2 separate regions of the Rattus norvegicus genome follow, and region 2 is linked to region 1. Evidence: chromatin contacts called from public Hi-C data. All regions are on one chromosome and are shown on one strand. Each heading gives the region's core, a stretch centred on a gene start, on an enhancer-like site or on the middle of the called end of the contact. The rest is flanking DNA. Distances are from core to core; before and after follow the strand shown.

Region 1 (7,575 bases), core at 3,702-6,201:
TACAGCGCACATAAACACATATGCACACACACACTATATTTAAACATGTGGATATAAATACACACATATATGTACATGCATACATGCATATACAAACTCAGTGCGTGCAAACTTACATACATATAGAAGCACATAACAAACTCATACATATAGAAGCATATAACATACTTACATTTACACATACATACATTCACATATACATACATGCTCACATGCATGTACACATGTGCTCATATATCCTACACTTGATCTTAGCCAAAAGGCCGAGAAGCGATGTGCTCATATATCCTAACACACAAATAATATCTCACATTGTACTTCATTCCTCCTTCAACATTCATTAGAAGCGAGGTTCAGAATCATGCTATGAGGAATTAAATTAGCTATTTCTACTCACAAAAATTATTACCCTTGGCCCAAAATACTGTGAATTATAAGTACAGCATTTATTTTTTTATGATTTCACATCTCAGAACTTGGTTTCAGGCAGACATGGTATGAGCTCTGTACATTCCACTCCAGAGTCGACTCTGGAGTCTCAACTGAACACAACTTTTCTTCTTGTGACACTGTGCAGAAAATAGTCTTTGGGCTTTATACTGTGTGAGTGAAATCTTTAGCCCCCCACGGACTCAGAGCACTAAGCTGTCTTTCTGTGTTCCCCTCCATGTGTGACTAGATCAAGGCTGTGGACAATGGCCGCCCACAGAAATCCTCCACTGCCCGCCTCCACATCGAATGGATTAAGAAGCCCCCACCTTCACCTATACCATTGACATTCGATGAACCATTTTACAACTTCACCATCATGGAGAGTGACAAAGTAACAGAGATTGTAGGGGTGGTGTCTGTGCAGCCAGCTAACACCCCTCTGTGGTTTGACATCATCGGTAAGTTCAAGTCTCTAGAGCGTATCAGGAAATAGACGTAACTATTTGAAGGAACTTGCCAAGCAAACAAGTAAATGAATGAATAAGTGAACGAATAAATAAATAAATAAATTTAAAAGGCAAAAGAAAAGCTTAAAAGCTGGCAATTAAGCCTAAGATTAAACGTAGTGCTGGGATGCAAAAGAGCCAGTAAAGTGGAAACCAACCTGTGCTTTCGTTCGATTCCGTAGCTGAGCTGAAGAGAGTGCTCTCTGGCTGGATCTCTCCATAGTACGTTATTTATGGCAATCTTACTGTCCTTCTATGTGTCATTTTAATTCTATTGTCACACTTGGCTAATCTCATTTCTAAATGTATTGATGGTACTAGACTTGCTGTCCTTCATTTCTCTCTTTTTCTTCACCTTTTTTTCTGCATTCTGTTTTTTTTTCTGCTCCTGACTGCCCTGCTGCAAGGTGGCAAGCATGCTCGAGAGATGTTCTATATTCTACAGACAGCTTGTGGGCAGAACTGTTCAACAGAAGGTACCCTTAGTGCAAACACATTTGCTAAAATACGGCTATCCAATCTGCCTTTTGCATTTTTTTAAAAAACAAATTGAATTACATCTTCCATAACTGCCTGTGAGAGACTGAAGCGCAGCCCACAGGTTTCATACGTGCCTCTGACAGCGGCCTCATTCCACATATCCAATGACTTGAGATTGAATGGGTTTGGGGTTTGGGGGGGTTGTTTTGATTTTTCTCCCATTGCTTTGGAGATACGTGTGGGTTTTTTGTTGTTCTGTTTTTATCTTTTTGTAGGGTCGCTTTATTTAACTGGGAATTTTCCAATTGAAAATAAACGAGAATGTAATTCCAGCCCCCCTGCCTTTCAGCAGTAGTATCATTCACAGACCAAAAAGCCCCACCGGGAGAGTCCCCTGGCTGCTGTCCACAAAAGGAAGGGTAGGAAATAGAACCTAGATGTGTGGCCAGTAAAGCCCCCACTCACCCTGAATAGAGAAAGCAGATGGAAGGAAGCAGGCAGGGCAGACCCGGGAGCCAACTTTTAAATTCCTTGAAAGAAAGCAAGCAAGCACGCCAGGCTGCAAAAGGGAAAGGGCAAAACAGCCCTTCCACAAACCTGCAGGGAGAGCGCTGGAGAGGAAAAGCATGTAGGACAGGGAAATAAAACAGGCTGTTGTCAAAGAGAGAGGAGAGTATGTGCCTGCCAGGGGCTGATCATTTCCCAGGGTTCTCTGTGAGCATCGAGTAAGCCAGAAGAGCACTCGTGTGGGAGAATCATTTCCTTCCTCATGATGACTGGACAGGATGGGCAGCAACCTGCCTCCCCTTCAAACAGCTGGGTCTGGAGAAAGCGTTTAGGAGGCTCCACATCTGGTTTCATGAAGCATAGGGGAAAAAAAGCATGTTCTATGTCTCCCAGTCAAACCTCAGAGAGTCCTCTGAACTCCCAACAAGTAAGGGCTTCCCCTCTGCATTTGTTCTGTGAAACACAAGACATCTTAGTTTTAGGTAATTGATGTCAATCTCATCATCTCTTCATATGACCATCCTTCCAATGCCTTCGTGTCTGCCAGTGTATTTGAGATGGAACATCTTCTGGCCCATGAGAAATGTTTCTACCACCATCCCAGTAGTTTCTGGCTTATTCAGTTATCATACGAAAACAGTCTCTTCTTTCTTGATGCAAGGAAGCATTGCACATGGTACCAGTTAGTTGTCGTTTGCCTGCCTGGACACCTTTGGTCATCCCTTTACCAACTCACTTTGCAAAGCATCCCTGCTGGCTGTTACTTGTCCAAGCTGGCCACGCATAGGAACTCGCTAGCTACCTTTCTTTGATGCTAAGTGTGGTGGATCACCTGACCCCAATTCTTTGGGTCAGTTTGTAATTCTTCAACATCTCCACAAGTATGACTAGGTGTACGCTAGCATATTGCTAGGAGTGCTACTTGTAAGACTATTCATGGGTTTTTCACATCCTGTACTACTGTACATTTTCATTTATGCGTGTGCCATCTCCATTCTTCATGCTCAAGGTCAAAGCCCATATCTCCATTCTCTCTCTCTTGCTGGAGCTATGCTGCTTTCTACTCAGGGTGAATGAACTAAGATACGGAGACTGGTGGTGATGCCTGAAGCAACCATGTTAACCTCCTGGCCCTACAGATGGTCTATATGAGATTCCATTTTATGCCAACCCCAATAGCTTCAATAGTCCAGGCTGTTTATAGAGACCCTCCCTCTGCATCTGCATTCACAATAATCCCTAATCCAGAAACCATATGCAAAGTGCGGCCATAACTATCATGGCTCCTTTATCCTTGTACTCCTAAGCACTTTCCTTCTCCATAGATTCTGCTTCCCCTCACCCCCACCTCATCCATTCTACTGTACGAATGAGAGGAGTTTTCTCAATGAAGGCTGCCAGGACTGTCCCCTGATCTGGAACCCTCCATCACAGACATTTCTCTGTGAATCTGATAACAGATTGCTAAATTTCTTCTACAAATTGAAGTTACTGGGCCTCCTGCCCAAACAGATCATGATTTTATTTCCATCCCCAGGTTCAGCCAACAATGTCTTTAAATGCCAGCTCTGTGGAACTTTGAGTCATTTCCCAGGTGCTGGTGGTTTGCAGTAGAGATGATCGCCTTTATCAAATCTCCTACAAATATGGCTCGCCTGCCTGAGTCATAATTTACCCGCTGTGCTGACATCCTCTTCCTTCTTTTAAAACCTTTTGTTTGCTTTATCAGCCTCAGGTGTTTCATCCTCACTGTCCAATTTTACCCCTTGTGAATCTTCCTTTCCCCCTTGCCTAAGCATCATCACTGATCAAACTAGCACAGAGGGAACTGAGAGTGGGCAGTGCCCCTTGGCACCTAATGCCCATCTGTGAGCTCTGCAGGGAGACAGAGAATAAACATGAGGTAAGGAAGCTCAACATGGATTCAAAAAGCAGCCTCCTGCTTGAGGTTTTGTCCAAATCCTCTTGTGAAGAATAAGTCAACCCAAGATCACACCATAAATCTAGTGTATTCGGACACCCTTGAAGAACACACTGAGAGGCTTAGGGCAGAAAATCCTCATCTGGCATGCCCATCTTTAAACTGCTCAACCTGGTGAAACCTCATTCAGGAGACAAAGATGGTGTTTCAGCCTGCCTTTCCTTCCCCTTGAGAGCATATTCTCACTTGCACATTTTCAGACTTCCAGGGCTCTGATTTTGACTGAATTTCCTTACCTCCTACCAGAACACAAAGTCCCAGGAACTCCGTATGAGCAGCATTTTGTCCCCAAGCCTAAACACTTGCGTTTTTCTCAACTCCAAAGAAACTGGGTTTCTTCTGTAGTGAGATCCTTCTGCTCTCAGAAACAAGCCCTACTTATAACCAAGCTAAGAAGCTGTAATTAAAAGGCAACATAATAAAGTTCAGCTGTTGTGGATTTAAACAGCCCAACACACAGCATGCTTCCTTTCCTTTATAACAGGGAAAGAAAATGAAGGGAACAAAAATAACCCACAATCCTTTGCGGCTTCGCCAGGTATCTTCACACTTCTCAGGAGGCTCTGGCGTCCCCTCAGACATTCTTTGATTTACATACCTCCAATGTGCAGGCAATCTGGTTCTCAGCTCAGCCCCTGAATCCTATCCTGATAGCAAATATTTGAATTGTAAAGGCTGCCATCATTAACAACTTTGTATTCAAAACTGAGGCATGCTGCCTTCCAGTTTTTACCTGACTTTAGTTTTTACCGAATCATCGTAGAAACATGTTTCACCTTCCAAATAGGAAGCACACGAACTTTGCTCTGATTTGCTTTCTCAGGAAGGAGAAAGGGTATATTAACATGAATCTCTGTTCTAGCCTCTCAGACATCTTTCTGTGCTGCAGGTAGACAAGGGCTACCTTGGCCCTCAGTCCACATAAGGCTAGTCGTAACTCAGAGCTTGGGCACCTCTGGACTTTTCCTAACCTGGCAGCCACATTTCTCCATCACCACCTCTCACCTAGCCAGTATCTAGAGAATCCCCATCTGTTTATAACTCAGCTGCTCTCCCAACAGAGTAAATTCTGCTCAGCTAGTCAAAGGACATCAAACACTCCATTCCCCTTACTCTGCTTTCATCCCCTAACTTGATCTCAGGCAAGACCTGCTTTTCTTTTTGGCACTGATCTCATTTATGGAATCATACTGGAGAAATTTTAGAAAAACAATTAAGGCCCCAAACTACTTCATATTAATTATCTTAAGAAAAGGGGCCTTGGACTCAAGTCTAGGGTTTTTCTGTTGTTACTCCTTCCTACCACCCTTTCCTGCCCTCCAGCTCCTGCCCTCCATTGAAATATCAGCCTGCTGTGTGCTTGCTTCATTCCAAGGCAGAAAATTATTCATGATCACACCGTCACTGGCACAGAATGTCTTTCCTTCAGTTGGGTGTACATGCTGAACTTGAACGAACAGCTTGTGCACGGCTCCCTCCGTTCATTGAGATTCAGTTGCTCAGGGTTTTGGAAGCTTCTCAGTCACACCTCCCCCTGGGTGACTCCTAGATTTGGGTTGGCATTTTTTCAATTACATGGGCAAGAGTGGAGTTATTTTCTAGAGGAAGAACCTGGACGCTTCTCTACAGGAGAATCTGTTCCATTTTCATCCCTGAGTCTCTTAGCAGAAATGGCACCGGCAGAAGCCTTCTCCTTGGTCAGGAGTGTTCAGCATTTTGAGGCTAAGAGATGATGTAATCTAAAAGTCTCAAATGGGATACCCACCTTTAAAGAAAAGCTCAACTCACTCATTCCCCCAGCGAAATGGACTGTAGACGGGGGCTGCCACTGTTTTTATTCGCATCCTATTTTTAGAGCCTTTTCAGGACCCTCCCCCTTGATCCATTAAATTTTATAATATCGTAACAGAAATCCAGGGTGCCTCTTCTGCTCCTTTTTATTCCATGACACCTGTCTTGACTAAAAGCAGTCAAGAGGATTGTCCCTAAAGTGAATGACTGTCATGTGGGCTGTTCACAACCTCGCTTTTAACTATCTCTGCCGCACCCACCCCACCCCCCCGCAGCAATGCATAGGCTGTGACATTTCTGAACCCCACCTTTTTGGGACTCGGGCCAGCTCTGCAGTGTCCTTTTCTGCCCACCTTTTATTTGGCCTCATGCTGTTGCACCCAGCACACTCTGGCTTTGCATGTTCTGTTACTGGCTCTGAGGAAGCACATCTTGTTTAAACGGAATGTTGAGAGTGAAGTTGGACTCCTTTGATTGATAGTCTCACCCCAGATGATTTGGACTTGTTTTCCCACAAAATTGAAATCACCTTTCAGGCTAAAAGGGAGCCCGGATAAACATGACCTGGGGGAAAGGCATGGAGTCGTTTATGAAATAGGATGCTTAAGTGTAGGTTATTAAATTGTGTGTGGGTTGATGGTGAACGGCTGGTCTAGATTCTGTGTCCCTTGTCAGAAATTCATTTGAAAACTTAGGAAGATTTTGATTTAAATAAAGTCTTGGCTTAACTAGGAGCAAATGTCTTTAGAAAAGAGAAGTATAGTATGCTGGCCACATTAGCGAAAAGGTGCCAAAGATGCTAATGGCCTCTCTCTCTCTCTCCTATGGAATCAGAAGTTTCTCATCTGGAGCACCAAATACACACATGGCACATCCATGCCAAGAGGAAAAGAGAGGATTATAAAAACAAAACAGAAACTTGCGAAAGTGACCAAAGTATTAACAAGAACAAAAGTTATGAAAAAGCATACAATCTACACCACATAAATATGCAAATGTTTTCAGATAGAGAGAATCATTTGCACAGTTCTTTGTTTGACCCACAAATGTTTGCCTTTCTTGAATAACTGACCCTGGAGAATGAACACTACTCCCCCAAAAACAACAGCTTAAAATAAAAGTCTCAGTCTCTATATTTGGGAAAGTGAACAGCACCGCAAAGTCTAAAGTTGGCTGAGCTGGGATTAAAACCGTGAGGTAATACTCCCCAGAAGCCACTTGAGAAGTCCGTATCCTTGTCTTCACGGGTTCTTATCACTTTTCTTTGAGGGTTTCCATGACAAAGGTTTTTTTGTTGGTTGGTCAGTTTTGGGTTTTTTTTCCAGCATTTACCTCTTATAGGTGAATGATTTGCCTTGTTACGTGAGATGACTTGCCCACACCACCCACGCCACCCACCCCAACTTTCTGTTTTATTTCACATGTTCCTTGAGAACACATTCTCTTCAAGGAGAGGCATCCCTCTAAGACCCACTTCTCTCCACATGCTAGGAACCTCCTCTTCTTCGGAGCACTCGAAACCCTTTTTCTGGACTTAGCATCTCATGCTTCTCAGTACATCAATTAAATGACATTAATTGGAGGATGAGTCTTTAGATGAAGTTTTTGAGAACTATATCATCTCTAAGCAATTCTCCGGTACCCCCGTATCTCCACAGCTTTAATTAAATGTCAAAGACAATTATGTTCTCTCCAGTAGTTAAATAATACTCAGTGAACATGGTACCTGCATCGGTTGGTACTTGGAACACACATGACTACATTTTTAGAAAGTAAACCTTAGTATTTACTTTTGTCGCTGCAGGACAAATGCCAGTCATACGATGTGACTCTCCACCCCTTTCCTCATCCACCCACTTAGGATTATAATATTGTAAT
Region 2 (7,575 bases), core at 3,055-5,554, 470 kb before region 1:
AAGCAATACAAGGATGGCTGGGGAATCTAAAAGAAGTCAGTGTTTTAGAATTACCACCTGCTGCATTTCCATAAAGCTGCAATGGCCCACATCCTTCAATGAATCTTCGACCACTAAAGGTTCTACCATACCCCCAAACCCATACTAGAAGCAAGGGACTGAGCCTGTCGGGGATGCTTCACATTCAATCCATAACTGATCCCCAAAATAATGTTAAAGTCATCTGTGCTTGATTTAGTTCTTCAAGGGAAGGACATTCTTCCACCTTCCTAAATAGCCCATCCAGTTATCAAAATATCTTTTAAATAAAACCATAAGTCAGTGTTTGCAGAGTTAACAATACAAGAGGCATCACCTCAGATGACACAATGAACAAATCTTCATAAACATAGAGACAAACTCGATGAGATGATGAACAGATCTGGGTAGAACACGTGAGAGAGAACTGATCACTGAAAGAAGCCTTGCAAGTACACAGGAAGTTGGGGGTATATGTGTTCCTGTGTATAATCAATTATATATACATATATATGAATTATGAGTATATATTCATACATTGTCTTCAAATGATACGTTGAATCATAATTTGTCAGTTGCACAGAATAAGTGATGATTGGGAATGGTAGTCTACATATTAGCTCAAAATTGCTAGAAAGCAGAGTGTGACAAGACTCACTGAGGAGGCTCAAGACATGGAAAGGATTAGAGGTGGCTCAGTGTTTCAGATCACTTGCTTCCAGAGAACCTAGCTCAGTTCACAGCTCCCCTGTCAAGTCAGTAGCTTACAACTGCCTCCACCTCCAAAGGATTTGATGCCCTGTGGCATATATCCAAATGTCTAGAGGTACATGTAAAAAAAATAAATCTGAAGTGGAAATTTCTGGTTTCTTAATAACTCAGTTGTATTACATGATGCTTTTCTAGAAATTGTCTTGGAAGAGAGCATGTAATATTTTGCTGAAAACAGACACTTGAGAGGACGTGTGATGTTTAGAAAGAGTATAAACAGAATCCCACATACACTGACAGGATACTCTTGCATGGCTGTGCTGTGAAGTGCTTTGCTGAACTTCTCTGGTCTTTGCTGGTTCTCGCTGGTGTTTGCTGGTCTTCACTTTGTAGAGAGAAAGTTACAAAAAACTTCTCATGGTATTCTGGCTTCTTCTGCCTGCTTCTGCTGACTTATGCCTTTATCTACCTGTCTGTCTGTCTGTCTGTCTGTCTGTCTGTCTGTCTGTCTGTCTATGCTGATTCTGACACCACTACTGATTTGGGTTTGGTGTTTGGTGTTTGCTGGTATCTTGACAGCAACGAGTGGAATCTCCTCAAGGAACTGCTACTTCTAAACAGGTTACAAAACCCTTGTCATACTAACCTTTCCCCCTACCTCTGGTCAGCGGGTTAAAGGGGAAGATGATACATTTAAGAACCCTGAATAAAGTAGGTTTTGAAAAAAGTCTAAGCCTACATAAATCTTAAAGCTTTTTTGGTGGCAAAAATTCTGGAGTGTGTGATCTCAGAGGCACAAGAAGGTCAAAGAGCCAGGACCAGAGAAAAGAAGTTTGTACAGCCAAGCTGATGACTGCCTCCTACAGCAGGAGCACCCCAGAAGCCATGTGGAACACTATGTGCCTCCCTCATCTGTAGCAGAGAGTCATGCATATTGCCAAACACTCTCAAGTCTTCTTCACAGAGGATCTCTCAGTGCCTAATCTCCTACTTGTCTAGGTTTGCATTTATATGGGCATTTCAGGAGACTCTGGGTGGAGAGTGAGCTGTAAGAGTGGTCCAGGCTACAGCACTATTACTACGGCTTGCAGGAATCCAGATGAGAACGCTGTTTGGTCAGTGGTCTGGAGGGAGAGATAAGGCCCAGAGGATGTGGAGTGAGACTTCTGAAGTATGACATGATTATAGACTTTTGGTTTGTCGATCTCGGGCTCTTTCCTGTGTTGTCAAGTCTAACAGAGACCTCTCATGCGTTCCCTTGTTTATTATTTGACTATTTAATATATTTATTCCCTACACTAGGATTTATACAGGGTGCTGTGAATGGAAATTTAAGTATTATACATCTCTTTGTTTCCTTCATTAAGTTCATAATTTTATCAATGATGGGACCCCAATATCACAGGTCCATAGTAGATTATGTTATAAAAAAATAGTTGTTTTTCTGATATCAACGAGGGTGTCCCACTGAATGAACCATTTCACCCCCTTGCAGACAGTCATTTTCCCCCAAGTTGCCACAACCCATTTCTGCCCGGGGAGTAGAAACCGTTTACTTTACTACCTACGCTCTGCCTGAAGGCAGGAGGCAGAGAGTTAGACAGATTTCCGCACTTATGGGTAAAGTGCCTCCGAGGCATAAGAAAGTCTTTGGAGGGGCTGGACTCCCTTAGCATCCGTGCTTCTTCTGTTACCTGGCCAGCTTCCCAGGAAGGAGGTGGAAGATGGCCTATCCCGCTGCCAACACCAGCTCCCTGTGCATCCCAGGAGCTATCCAGCCACCAGCTGACTCGACCGAAAGTGGCTGGCTCCAGGCTATAACTCTCCTAGTCCTTCCACAGAAGCACTAGAATGGGAAATGCTTGATTCATTAAAATCTTTGATGTAATACTAGCAGCCTTGGGTCAGTCACAAGGAATACACCATACCGGGAGCATATTTATTCCGCAATAAACTTTTAATGCCCAAGAAATTGCCTGGATAAAAAAAATAAAATCAGAATAAAATTATGCAAAAGACATAATTGGAGAGCAGGTAACTTTTCTTCTGGCCTTTGAGACGGTGAAGCCCTGGATAGCATCATGCTTCTGGCCTGGAATTAGTTGATGTATGGCTAGCTGTCAGTATTCCTTAGTATTTCCATTAACCGCTCAAGGCAAGCGAGCAGAGCATGCAGTGCTTTATGGGGCAGTCAAGGCAGTGCAGAAGGCTGCAGAAGGCTTTCAAGGGGAACCTCCCACCTACTGAGAGTGGAGGGCTTTTTAGAGCCTTAAGGACCCAGGCTTGGGAGAGGAAGACCAGAAAGGTAATTCTAGGAGCTCTTCAAAGGTGACCAAGCACAAAGACTTTTAGCAGCGACAGACCGTGCGCCCCAAAGGGAAATTCAGGGGGGAAAAACCGATTTTCTCTATAAAGCATGTTTGCAGGTGCATCTCTCTTGGAGTTAGTGCTCAGTCCCAGAGTTCCAAGGGAGCTGCCTGGGAGAGAGCACCCTAGAAACCACCCCCTGGGATGAAAGCCTGCTTTAGACAGAAGTGATTTGCTGTACTGGGGTGGGGGTGGGGTGAAGGCGTGGCGCTGGCGCGAGTTTACCCGGGCAGGAGGTTGTTAGGGATGTTTCAGAGCTCACAGAACCGGAAGATAGGCTGAAGTGTAGCTCTACTGGAGCAATTGGAGGGGGGCGGAGGGACCTGAGTCCTCAGACTTGTGAGGATGATCCAGAAGTTAAAGGAACTAGAGAGTCCACCAGCTGGTGCTGCCTGACTCCCTGGAGACTGTTCACTCACTCCTGCTCTGAATGTCTTCACACCCCACGGTGTTGCAGAATGGGTGGGGGTGATGAGTCATGTTACTTTTTAGTCTGATTCTCTCCCACACAAAGGTGATCCCGGTAATCGGAAAATGTGTGGGAAAAAAAAATGCAAGTCCCGTGTGGGCAGCAGGAGGCACAATGTTTAATAGTTATGCCCCACTGCGCTTCAAAGTACCCAGAGGAGCTTGGGTAAAACCATGTTGGCCTCATCGTGCCTCGGTTTCCTCATCTGGTCCGGAGAAGTCTAGTGCACTCTAGGCAGAGGGCTGAAGCGCAGGGCAGCTTGAGTGCGGTGTGTGCGTGCTCTCTGAAAACGTCAGGCTGGCTTTGGTGCGTTCTTCCAGCCAAGCTATGGTTGGAGGATGCCTCTGCTCTAAAATTAGTCCAGCTTCCAGGCGAGGCGCCCAGAGCGTCCTCCTGCTGGCCGCCGGGTCTCCCTGCCCCCCTCCTGCTCCCCTTGTCTTCGGGTGGCGCTCGGAGATCTCTGGTCATCCCCCCACCCCCACCCCTCGGAGGACCGGGCTCTGCGGGAGGGAGGAGACAGCGAAGCTAGGGGGTTGGCAGTGCGGCTGCTGCGGCGGCGATGGAGAACCCGGTGCCGCTCCACAGTCGGCAGTAGCGGTGCAAGCTGCCTAGAGCAGACGCGAGAAATCGCTCCTCCCGGCAGGCTGCGCTGTGATCAGGGCTGCGCGTTGGGACCTCGCTCCCGGGTTCCCCACCCCTCCCGCCTCCATCCTCCTCAGACTCCCCTCCTCCGCCGCCAACCCGCAGCAGTGGCGGCGTCCTGAGCGCCAAGCGCCTCCGCTCGCCGCCCCAGCCTCAGCCGGGAGCACGCGGCGAGCACTGCGGCGGAGGCGGCGGGGTGGCCAGCTCGCCCTAGGCTTGAAAGGAAGACCACCGAGGACACGCCGGGTGCAGAGGAGGATCGCTGACCGAGGCAAGGGTGCGTGGGGATTTTTAGCATGCTTGTTCGGGTGCATGGTGCACCGGCTGGGGTGCACCTTTCTCAGAACAGCCTCAGCTACCTGGTTACAGAGAGGCTGTGATGGGTGGTCCGGAAAGCTAAAGCTCTCAGAGAGAGAGAGAGAGTGGGGGGAAACTTTTCACCATGTAAAGTTCCTGCTTGGTCGCTGCCTGGAGCTGTGGTCATTACAGCTACCAGCTGGAACCCAGGGAGACTTAGCCCTGCGGCAGGAGCCAGGAAATGGCACCGGAGTTGGTTAAGTTTAGGGCTAGGAATAAGAGGAGGGAGGGCTCGCAGGTCTCTGCACGGAGCTCTGAGTCCTCACTGAGCTTTGGCCGCTGGCTGCAGGTGGATGAGATCAGGCTGGGTTGCTGGCGCTTGCAGCACTCAATGGGAAGAGGCGCTGAAGCCAATGGATGCACTTGCAGGACCCAGAGGCGCAAGTTGGGTGCATGCTAAAGGAGGCTATGCGCGGAGCAAAGAGCCCAGCCTCCACTTCCACGGAGCAGAAAGGGTAGCCTGGACTGTTCGCTGGTCCTCTGTATACGTCTGAGTCTTGTCGGGTTGTGAAAGGTTCTAAATGACACCCGACTTTGAACCGGTGCGACAGTTTGGCCGAGATGCCAGGAGCGGATCCCTGTTGTTTTGACGGGAAGATGAACACGAATGGTTTGGGAGAACGCATGATTTTTGGCGGGCGTCAGGACTGGCTGTGCTATTTGAAAAGAGAATAGCGCTAGTCTGGTCATCCCAGGGATGCTGAACAGCCCTTGCTGCTCCTTGTGGGCACGTTGAAGGCTCAGTGTGGCGCGCCGCGAGTCCTTTCCCGAAGGTGTGCAAAAGGAACCATTGGCTTGCCGGAGTGCAGTTGGGGATCTTAGGGAGCTGGCTGGAGGTGACAGAGGGGGAGTGGACAGATTTCGCGTGGCGCTTGGTGAGCGAGAGGACTTGACCAGCTGGGGTCGCTGAGCTAAAATGCATCAGGGCAGGCTGGAGAGAGGTGGCGAGCCCGGGTCTTTTTGGCAGTATAACGCGGTCACTGTTTCTCCCACTAGCCGACTCTTGTCGCGTGTATTTTCGGAAATGTTTAAACACTGGCCAAGATTAGACTTTGCGGAAAGCAACTTATGTTGTTTTCCTCTGCCCAGCTCTTGGGAGCTGTGGTGCGCTCGGAGAGAGGGTGGGATGCAGAGGGCCGGGTGTTGCACGGAGCGCTGAAGGCACATCTCTTGGCTCTTGCTACCAGAGGAAAGGGGGCGCTCCTAGATGTACGTGCTGGCGATAGCACCCACCTTGAGGTACAATAACGAGCAAGCTCGGAAATGAGGGTATCCATAAATGAACGTGAAGGTAGGAATAGGCTACAGAGACAGAGAAGGTGCGGAGGTGGCTGGGAGTCTCCCAGAAGCAAGAAGCACTGGCATGCGCGTCCTAGGGCAGCCAGTGGCTCCAGCCTCCCTCAAGGAGACCCACGTCGCCGCCGCTTGCGCTCCGGACCTGAATCCCGGTGGTGGTATTCCGTTATCCTCGGCACAGCGGCTGGAGGGAGGGACACTGGACTAGGCTGAGGATGGAAGAACCCTTTCTCTGCCTTCCCTTCTTCCCCGCCCCCAGACTCTGGCGCGTTTACTTCCAAGTTGGATTCCACTTCCATTTACAAGTGTCAGACAAATCGCGCCAAGCACCCGCTCTCTCCCGCTCAGCCAGAGGGGGGAGGGAGCGGGGCGGGACCCGTGCGCCCACCGGGGTCGGCTCCCGAACGGCTCTCTGAAGTGGTTTCCTAGCTTTTAGGCCTTCGTGTTTAAAAGGTCTATGTATATATTTAAAAAAAACCTGCAAAGCCCACAGCACTCGTGGACACTCGCGTCCCAGTCTTTTATCCTCCTTTTCATCCACACATTAATTTTCTGGCCCGACGCTTGTCTTTTCAAAAGCGAGTTTGGGCGGTGGGAGGAGGGGCGGGAGCTGGCCGCCAGTCCACCTCTGTGGCTTTGAGCTCTGGGCTTTGTTGCCAGGATTTGATTGCGCCCGGGCCGAGTTTTTTAAAAAAATGTAGAAAGACAAAACAGGCCAGACATACTGCAGGCAAAGCTGCTTGATTCAGGGCATGGAAAGGGAGAACTGCCATCCAGGAATGGAGGACCCAGAGGCCGGCATCTCAGAGAGCACACGGGTTCTCTGGCTGCTGCAGGAGTCCAACTCCGGGTTACCCAGTGCTTGAGTGGGGGCGGGGATGGGAAGTGGAGGAGGGAGCTCAGTCTGCTGTGGAGACTGAATCTCATCAGAAAGAAAGGGAGGAGATGGGAGGGAGAGAAGAGACAGAGCGGAGATCGAGAAGTAGAAATAATTAGCGCTCCTAAAATGTGCAGGTCATTGATGGCTTCTATCCTACACTCCAAGCCTCTTTCTGTTTGCTATTATTATTAAAAATTGGACAGTTGCACGGGGAGACTTAAAAAGTAAAATTTTTAAAAAAGCATGCAAGGTAAACAGGGCACCAGGAGACAAAGAGTTTTTTAAACGTATCATAACTTCTCCTTGATATGATTTTATGTAGTTGGGTTGGTGTGGGTGAGGAGTTCAATTGTCCTTTTTCCTTAGCATTGGATAGGGAGACAAGTTGCTTTCGAGAAATAAAGCAAATAATCAAAACCAGTTAGATCAGGAATCCCCATTGTCCTCTCTGGAACTTGGACAACAAATGTGGTTGGAGTGGGTTTCTCTGCACTGTGCACCGGAAGGAGAAAGTTCCCAGGACTGTCCATGTTATAACGTCTTCATATCTGAGCCGTACAAAACTCGGAGTGAGAGACAGCTAGCAGTGAGATGAGAAACTGGTCAGCTGCTGAGCTGGCCCCAGCGCTCCTCACTGCATGACTTTCACAGCCAGCGTTTGTTGACTGTAGACTGGTTTTCCAGTCTCCACCCGCTCTCTGCTTCTTTCCATTTTTATTTTTTCTGGCTCCTGGCAGAGACATTTTGGGAATTTTTAAATATTCAGGACCCAGTCAGTCTGTTAAGCAGCAATTATATTTGTGCTGAGCTACTAAGGAATGAAACGAGTAGCAAT

What was found. A called contact is a pair of places that touch in the nucleus more often than the background predicts.
Region 2: a contact with region 1 is called in a Hi-C map of frontal cortex, with 2.3 times the contacts expected there. The contact joins the promoter of Fat3 here to the enhancer-like site in region 1. A contact is called at or near these places in 1 of 12 Hi-C or Micro-C datasets (frontal cortex) and 1 of 1 datasets of contacts at active chromatin or transcription factors (oligodendrocytes).

The regions. Positions count from the first base shown.
Region 1 is chr8:21,079,422-21,086,996 of GRCr8, reverse strand. It overlaps Fat3 (FAT atypical cadherin 3), which reads left to right. Exons shown (of 28, transcript NM_001413472.1): 6 at 680-890. Among named protein-coding and RNA genes, the nearest start is that of Mtnr1b, 150 kb to the right of the region's middle. Within about 2 kb of position 4,951, at least 6 of the 93 cell types and tissues checked have an H3K27ac peak or open chromatin away from gene starts, as enhancers often do.
Region 2 is chr8:21,551,969-21,559,543 of GRCr8, reverse strand. Fat3 (FAT atypical cadherin 3) reads left to right here and starts at 4,304. Exons shown (of 28, transcript NM_001413472.1): 1 at 4,304-4,484.